2 separate regions of the Sus scrofa genome follow, and region 2 is linked to region 1. A link is a contact called in public Hi-C data. All regions are on one chromosome and are shown on one strand. The core of a region is the stretch at or near the end of the contact, and the rest is flanking DNA. Distances in the headings are between cores, read along the strand shown.

Evidence for each region. A called contact is a pair of places that touch in the nucleus more often than the background predicts.
Region 2: a Hi-C map of retroperitoneal adipose tissue shows a contact between it and region 1, with 1.5 times the contacts expected there. The contact joins two enhancer-like sites. A contact is called at or near these places in 5 of 47 Hi-C or Micro-C datasets (fetal skeletal muscle, mesenteric adipose tissue, omental adipose tissue and 2 more) and 1 of 2 datasets of contacts at active chromatin or transcription factors (skeletal muscle).

What each region holds. Positions count from the first base shown.
Region 1 is chr1:104,903,173-104,907,758 of Sscrofa11.1, reverse strand. All of the region lies in intron 5 of TCF4 (transcription factor 4), which reads left to right. Among named protein-coding and RNA genes, the nearest start is that of TCF4, 170 kb to the left of the region's middle. Within about 2 kb of position 2,103, at least 3 of the 83 cell types and tissues checked have an H3K27ac peak or open chromatin away from gene starts, as enhancers often do. A contact at or near this core is called in retroperitoneal adipose tissue, where this site is marked.
Region 2 is chr1:105,721,417-105,726,002 of Sscrofa11.1, reverse strand. No RefSeq gene overlaps it. Among named protein-coding and RNA genes, the nearest start is that of TXNL1, 290 kb to the left of the region's middle. Within about 2 kb of position 2,617, at least 18 of the 83 cell types and tissues checked have an H3K27ac peak or open chromatin away from gene starts, as enhancers often do. A contact at or near this core is called in retroperitoneal adipose tissue, where this site is marked.

The DNA.
Region 1 (4,586 bases), core at 854-3,353:
CTTGGGTCTTAGTACTGAAGACCAGGGCACTGTGTAATGAATATGTGTTTAACATAGCAATTTTTGTTGACAAGTTTCCATCAAGTTCTTTATAAAAATTAATTATGTATAAGAGAGTTCTACATATCTCTGAAATGATTGAATCAGTTCACTGAGTGCTCTGTGGTGATCCTTATAGTTCTCTTATCTTTGCAAATTTCTCTAAGTTGTAAACAGATTCCATCAAAACACCCAAATCAGCTTCCCGATGTATGAAATGATCAAAGACCTTAGAGCTAGAGAAGCAGGGAAATGTCATCTAAGTTTTTCAATACCAGTTACCTTCAGATGTTTTGGATAAATCATCTGAACTTTTATTTACTTTGATTTATTTAACATTGTCAAATAGTCATGAACTACATTCTAGTGGCTATCCAGTTCCTACTAAATCTGTTATAATGGCATCTTGTGTAGAATCTCAAATGTACATCTTTCCTGTGGTCGCCTGTTGCCATGCGGGAGTTGTTTTAGGTGTTCTCTGTGCTTCTCATTATTCTCATGATTCCTCTTACAGTGTACATTATTGGGTTTGCTCCCCAGCAATTCACCCATCTAAACTCCTAATTTCTAAGAGTAATGTCCCTTATTGAAGTATAGTTAGCCAATGGTAGGTACACATAGGCACCCAACAACTATTTCCTTATCTCATGTTGTTTGGACATCTTTCACAACTCTTCAGAGGATCATTTTTGCAAGCTTCAGGACTGAAAATTGCTGTCTGTAAGCATCTGCTCCACGTGATGTATTTTATTTTCTTGCATATTTTTGATAGGATGCGGTCACTGTTGTGACTACGCCCCTTCTCTCTCCTTCCTCCATTCTTCCTCCTCCCTCATCATCATTTCCTCTGCCTCTCCCCTTCCTTCCTGTGTCCCCCTCCTTCCTCTCTTGATTTAGTCATGATCATACATTCAGCAATCCGGAGGTTTTTCTCAAACATCCTAGTGTGGGACTCAGTGGTTTGTGTAATTTTATCCGTGAACCATCACCTTCCTTGAAGAGCAGGTTCAATGGTTAGCAGTCCTCCTACTCTGCTCTCTGAATGCCCTGAATTGTATTTTGAATTATGGGCTCTTCCACCCGAACTTCTCAGTAGTGTATGTTTAGTAATATAGACCCTATATAATCTAAGACTATAGAAATGGTCATCGAATATATTACAAATGATAATATATGTTTCCCTAAGTTGTAAACACATTTCATCAAAACCCCAAACCAATCTCCCAATATATGAAATGATCAAAGACCTTAGAGCTAGAGAAGCAGGGAAATGTCATCTAAGTTTTTTGATAGCAGTTACCTTCAGATGTTTTGGATAAATCATCTGAATTTTTATTTACTTTGATTTATTTAATATTGTCCAATAATCATGAACTGCATTCTAGTGGCTATCCAGTATATATACTTAGATTATCTTCTGCCTGTGGCTTAAAATGTTACTTATATACATTTGTGTATATGTGTAAGTATAGTACATTTGTATAAGCTGCATTAAAAATTTTTTTGAAACCCCCACCTCCCTTATTTTTGTGCATTCTTGATTATCATATCAGTGCTTGTGGTTCCTTCAAGAGATGATAATGGTTATATTCTAATTGTTAGTTGTGAGCTCAGCTTGGAAACTGAGGCCATCCCCTCAATGTCATGGCTCTAAAATATGTAATTTTCTCATATAGACTCTTTGTAACAAACGTAATATTCAGCCTTTGCCTCTGTGTTCTGTTCTGCTGTACCTAATCTGGAATTTGGTCATTATTATTTTTTACAACTAATGTTAGTAAGGCTCAGAACATCAGTTTAATGGGCAGCACATAATTTATTGCTAAAGGCGATTTGCGTGGTGAGACTTAGCTGCTTATTTTCTTAAAATTTGCTGATAAATTCTAAAGAGTTGAGCAAGCAAGTCTTCCTCCTATGATACTGTCTCTGCTGCATCTGGCTGGGAATGTCATAGAGCTCTTCCAGAGGAATCAAAGAACCAGACTTCTTCCGCTTACATGGAGTTTAATGTCCTTAGTAGAGCATGGGCATGGGGAATAGACAGGGAAAGAGCCCTTTTAGGTTAGCAAACCAAGGCAGGTTCGCTGGAAGTTAAGCCTAGAGTCTAAAGGTGACTCTGTCTTGGGGAAGGAAGCAGGAGGGGACCAGTGGATCTGATAGAAGAGGGTTTTCCTCTCACATCCAGGACACTTATGTCTTGGAATTCTGTTGTTTGTTAGGGCCCTCTACTTGGTAATGTGAGATGAATTTCTTTAAAACCATCAGTCTTCATGAGTGGAGATGAACACATGTAAAGAGTTAGTGCACTTCCAGAAAAAGGCTTCTCTAACCCATGGAAAGGACCTGTCTGAAAGGATCTTGGAGATCAACACATGTTTGCTTTTGAAAAATCCAGCTAAATAGGTTGGATTGAGTAGTCATGGATTTTTTTTGCTGTTGTTTTTGTTGTTGTTATCTACCAGGTTACCAAGTGTATTGGAATTTCCTCTGATGTAACCTGAAAGACTAAATCAGTCCACATAAATCGATTGTTCTTATCCCTGACTTGGTAGACAAATCAGTGGACTTTTATTTAAAAAATAGAGATTCCTAGTCACTTACGATGGAGCATGATAATGTGAGAAAAAAGAATGTATACATGTATGTGTAACTGGGTCACCTTTCTATACAGTAGAAAATTGACAGAACACTGTAAACCAGCTATAATGGAAAAAATAAAAATCATTATAAATGAAAAAAAGGAAAACAAACAAAAATAAAAATATAATATAGAGATTCCAAACCCCATTCCACTGAATGTAAGTACCCCGAGGTACAAAACCCAGGTATCTATTTTCAGAAAAGTTTTACTAATGATTCTCATGATCAGCAGGGGTTCTGAGCCATAGAATTGCATTGCAGGGGCTAGGGGGTATGCTTTTCTGTACACCCATCCTATGTCTTCCTTTCCTCCTAAGACTATAGCAAAAATCTTTAATTTCTACTTGCGTTTGATACCTTTGGTGTGGATGCAAGATTGACCATTTTTCATTTTTATTTGAAAAAGTATTCCATTTCTTCAAATTAAAAAAAAAAATAAGATTTCAAGTACATATGTTGTTTCTTCAGAGGCTCCCCACAGTCCTTCATTGCCTTGGTTCTACCCAACCACCATAGACACAAACCACAATAAAAATAGACAGCAAGGCAGGCAGAACTGTTAAGACCTTATTCACATAAAGCCGGTAGTAAGTTACTCATTAGAAGTAAGTTGAGTGATTTCAGGGTTAGGCTTAGTCCTTCAGGTCTCTAGGGAACCCTTGTACAAATTGCTGATTCAGAAAATCATTACTCCGGTGGCTCAAGTGGCACTTTAGTGGCCTTAAAGAGTTATTTGACACACCTCCCCAAACAACTAAGTTATCCCCATGATTATGTTGATTAATTGCACACTCTGTGGAATTAGTGTTATTTTCAATGAAAGATTTTCCTGCATTGGGAAAAGAAAGCATAAACCTCACATGCTTTAATTTGATAATGTGTGTGCTTTTCCGCTTCTCCTAGGCATGACACCGAGCGAGGGGATGGTTTGGCTGTTGTGTCTAGGGTGGGATAAGTAATCCAAGGCAAAACTTTAGTGTTGCATCAGGATGGTGACTTTTGGTGTACCAGAGGAATGGTTGCTCAAAATGTTGACCAGTTCTAACATTTTCATCCATCAAAGGACTGGATGGATGAAAGGACTGACTTCGAATTGAGTTGATATTATTTGAGGAGAGAGCTGTGTTCCACAGGGAGAAAAAGATGAGTGGAATAATCTTTGTTACCATGATAGATACTGGTCAGACATCTGGAATACTCCAAGAAGAGGTGGCATAATGTGAAATGGGTTTTGGTACAGAAATTGGTAGTTTACGTTCTAGTTTCAACTCTTAATATCTGTATACCTTCTTTTATTGCTACAAACAGGTTACCCTTTCTTAATTTTAGTGACCTCATCTGTCAAATAGGGGTTAAAATGCCCATCTAAGGAATTCTTAGGGTGTTGTCTTAAAAAATGTAAGCTAAATTGCTTTGTATGCTATATAGGGCTTTACAAACATGAGGGCTTTAAGGAGAATTGAATATAGATTCTAAACCATGTTCAGAATCCCCCCAAATGAAGAGTTTTGATGAAGTCTCAAGATACTCTTAAGTGTATCTGGAATTTTGGTACACCCACTGTTTTGAAGGCTGTGCAGTGTCTAGACGGGATGAGGTGAATCAATGACAAAAACCAGCCAAAACTCATAATTTTCTGGGGCAGAGCTCTAGATCATTACTGAGTGTTCTATTTTGATGATTTAACAACATCCGTGAAAGAGAGAACTAATGCTAGTCTTTCCTGGGAACGTGGCTCACCCCCTATTTCTCATCATCCTTTGCTGCAAACTCCGTATCTAATCACTTTTTCCCTGAATTTCCTTTCTGTTCTCAATTTATAAAGAGGAGGAAGAGAATTTTCTAGGTTCTGAAATGACTTTTTTTTCCCCCTGCTAAAATTGAGTTGTAATTCTTTTAGCATGAAA
Region 2 (4,586 bases), core at 1,368-3,867, 820 kb before region 1:
TTCTTAACCCACTGAGCCACAGTGAGAACTCCCTGGGAAGATTATTTTCTAATTGTTGAAAATCTGCTGCTGTAGGGATTCTGTCCCCCACATCTGGATATGGACGTCCCAGAGCAGGTGAGACGCTCTCTGGTCTGGCCTCCTGACCCCAGGGGACTCCCGCTAGAGTCCCAGAGGGTGCAAAGCAGTTGTTTGTTCTTTTCCTCACTTGAAAACATAGTTTCTTCGTTGAAAGGAACTGATGAATCAAGTAGCTGATTGCCTCAATAAATAATTTCTCTTGGGTGAGTTGGCTACTTAAATGTGAAAAAAACGCATGGATAACCCCCACCTTGTAAATCTCTATAGTGACCATTTTAGGCTGAAGGGACAGATTGGTGGGAGAAGGCCTTTCAGTTGTAGTCAATATTGACATTCAAGTGGGTCTGGGAATCCTGTCAAAATGGAGATTCTGATTCCGAGGGTCTGGAGTAGAAACCAAGGTGCTACTTTTCTTTTATCTTTTTGTCTTTTTGCCTTTTCTTGAGCCGCTCTCGCGGCATATGGAGGTTCCCAGGATAGGGGTCGAATCAGACCTGTAGCCACCGGCCTACACCACAGCCACAGCAACACAGGATCCGAGCCGTGTCTGCAACCCACACCACAGCTCACGGCAACGCTGGATCCTTAACCCACTGAGCAAGGCCAGGGATCAAACCCACAATCTCATGCTTCTTAGTCGGATTCGTTAACCACCGTGCACGATGGGAACTCCAAGGTGCTGCTTTTCTAACCAGCTCTCAGACAGTGATGCTGCTCTGAAGACCATACTTGGACCAGACCTTAAATCACTGACAACAGCCAGGCAAAGTTCTTTCTCTGGACCCATGATATCTTCTCATGAGCCAGGCAAGGTAATTCCCACCCCTAATGGTGAATGAGCTTCTTAGCTTGGCTTTTTAGAAAAAAAGGAAGGGAAGTTTCTTATAATTGAAAAGGAAATTATTTCAAACTGGAATTCAGTTACCTAAACAAAGTTTTGTGAATGATGCTCTTGTTTTCCTACAACTGTTATTCATACTGTTTCAAAAATGCTGCAAAGATGGTACAGGACACACCTATGTGTGTGGGGGGGGGAGGTGGTGGTTGATATCATTAAGACTAACCATCTGTGGTGCAGAAATCCTGTCTTTAATTAGAAAAGCTTAAAAAACAGGCCAGGTCTCCAAAGTGGAGTGGGGTTATGAGTATTGACAAAATGTTAGAAAAAACATTATTTGCAGAATCAAAGTAGGGATCACTGCTCTCTCATCTCCCCTTCCATTTTTCTGTCCAGCTTAGTGGTCACAGTGGTATTAACTGTCCAGCCAGCTGTCCAACCTCCATCTGATGGTGCCACCGAGCTCTCTTTTGAGGGTGGCTTTGGGACGGGGGTGGAGGGAGTTTGGGTTTTTTCCCTTCACATTTGTTGCCCAGGACGTTCTCGGGGTGATGCTAAAAAATTAAGTTCCTGTCCTTACCGGAGCACTGCAAGTGTCCCCTGCTGTCCCCAGCACAGGAACACAGCCATGGGCCTGGGGCACTGAGCTAGGCCCAATGGGGAAGGCAAAAGGTGAAAAGAGCTGGGTCTCACCACTGTGGGTCTTATAAGGTAGCTTTGAGATCACTAACCACATCAGCAGGAAACCATAAGTTCTAAATGAATGATACACAGGATCAGGATGTGGGCTAACGAGCGCGTGGGGAAACTAAATGAGGTCATCAGAAAGGCTTCATCAAGGAGGTAGCAATTGATTTAGTCCTGGAAGGGAAGGGAGAATTAAATAGCGCCTGAGAGATCTAAGGTAGTACAGCCTCGAAGAACATCCTCTTCCCAAATCTCTTTCTGGGAATGGCGTGGGGAGAAGAGGAAAGCGGCACATTGATTAATTTTGATGATAGGAATTGCCAATGGCCCTCCTTGTGGCCCATCTGAATACCGTTAGCCAAGGGCAAGCACCACTTGCCAGAAGGGTTCTGTTTCTTGCTAAACACCACTCAGAATCAGGTATAGACAGGGATACAGTTAAATTCTACCTTCCTTATTAAATGCTTGCTTTCCAGGGAGATGCTGTAATCAGGCAGCCCAAATTTCTCCCTCAACGCCAGGAAACCCTTTAGCACCTGATTTCCAGCTTTCAAAACTGTCACTTACATTTTAAACCCAAAATATTCAATTTTTTACTCATTGGTAGATTCAGAATCATAATGGCCAGGCCAGAACAACTTCATAATGATCTAAAAACAAACAAACAAAAACCCACTAGAGCTTTATTTTTTTTTTTTTAATTTTAAACTTTAGGCTTCACGTTTCAAAGTTTTATCAGACTGCTGTCCCCCCCCAACCCCCCATAATTTAAACCATTGTTTTCCAAGGGAAATTTAATAATAAGAGCCCGCCATGTGTTTCTGCTTAATTTTGGAAGCCTGTGTTATGCAGTCAAAGATTCTCATTTGAAAATAATTCCTGTCCTTATTCTAGAACTGCCAGGGGAATAAAATTTGAAAAACATGTTGCAGCTCTCAAGTTTATGTTTTGCCTAAAGCCAAGCAGTGCTGGAAGATCAAAGTTTGGAGTGGAGATCTAAAGTTAGAACCACTGCCTTGCAAAGCGCTCACAAACCCAGAGTTGGGCCCAGCAGCTGCCTGTCCAGGTCCTCCGGTAATTAGCTCTGGTGCAGACGGAGGCCCCTGCCCCTCCTCCGGCTAGGGCCTGGGCCTCTGGGGCCCCTGTTGCCTGGGAAGCAGAGCCCCACAGAGATGGAGCAGGCAGGTATTTTTAGTCCACTGGTACACCCGGTATAGGCCCCTTGCATTCCACAATTTGCATATGGGAGGAGCAGGAGGGAACCCTGCCTCGCTTGTTGTTTGCTGGGTCTGCCCTTAGTGGGGGCTATTGTCAACATGATAGATTCAACTAATACTGTTTAAGGATGGGCAAACTGGGGCATGTTTGCTATTCTCAAGCTGCCTCTTGTTCTCTCTTAAAAAATGAGTATATGTATTGTGTGTATATGTAATATGAGTGAGTATGTATGTGTGGTGCATGTTTGTTTACATACAGAATGTATATTCTTAATATACATAGTTTATTAATAACATATTTAGTTTATTATGTAGTTTATATTTAAACTATAAAATAGTTTATACATGGAACTTTAAGTATATATTCTATATAGTTTATATAAAATATATATTTTAATATATATTCTACATAGTTTATATATATTTAAATATATATTCTATATAGCTTATATAAAATATATTTTATATATTGATACACACACACACACATATATATTTCGTAAGCCCTAAAGCCCAACTTCCCCCTCCCTTGTCAAATCTCTAACTTGACCCTTTTAGGCTTTTGTAGAATTGAGTGTAGACTGTGATTTCTTAAAGTACCAGAATGGCCTTCAGGGGTAGCAACAGAACTTTCAAAGGCTATCTACATTTCTCCCTTCACCTCCTCTGGCAAGTTCTATTTGCAGGTGGTGAGCCAGGCTAAAGGATCCAATAGCACATTCAAAATGTTACGAATCAGAAATTGTAGGCGTCCAAGTAGGTGGACATGAATAAATGCGGCTCTTTACTGCAAAGGTTCCCAGCCTTGCACCATTGAAAATGAACTTGACCTGCAAATGCCTCTTGGGCTAGCCAGAAAGGAAAACTGAACTTCGGGAGGCTGGCAAATGACGATGGGAAGCCCAAGTCATTCCCCTGCAGATGTGATCTGCTGGAATCCCACTGATGGCAAATGTTCCAAGGTACATTCCCCGACGTGGTACTAGTACTGTCAAGGCTTCCTGTTGACTGCCGTTCCCTTGGCAGCTGTTCATGGGGAAGCATGCAAAGCAGCTGCCTGTTTTCAATCCGAGCGAGCTCCCCAGCACTTCTCAATTTAAGATAGGCCATTTTTCCACAGAGCCTCGGTTTTCCAACGGCTTCTAACTTTGCAATCTTTGATACACTTTCTTGATGCAGTTGATAATAGGAAAAACAGGTGAACTGCTAAGTTTCACTCAAGCTGTCCACCTAGCTATTTTTACACTGTGTAAGCTGAATCAGCTCCTTGTATTCCTTTCCTAAAACAGAGGAGATCAGCTCCTTTTGAGCAAGAGGCAATAGGAAATGCATTCTCCTTTGCCATAGATGCTTACCCAATTCACCCGGAAAGTTTAGTGCAGGGGTCTCAGGAGAAACAGGTCTCTTTCTCCCAACCAAGTTCTGAACTTCACAACTCTCCCCATGGAAGTGGCCCAGTCAGTCAAAGCCTCTCTCTGTGGTGCTAGAAACCAGGACTAGACTCAAGTTTCTGGTAAAAATGAGACATTATTTTAATCCCTCTCTGCTTCTTCAAATGCCAGCACCTTGAGCTGTTTGAGGCAACCTCTTACAGTTGACAGTGGAAGGGTTAAGAATTTGGGGGCTGTAGGGATGAAACGATTGTATTTTGCATGTAAGAAGACATAAAATTGGAGGTGGCAGGGGAAAAACAGAGTGTTATGAACTGAATTGTGACTCCCAAAATTCTTAAGTCCCAAACTTCAGAATGTGACCACATTTGG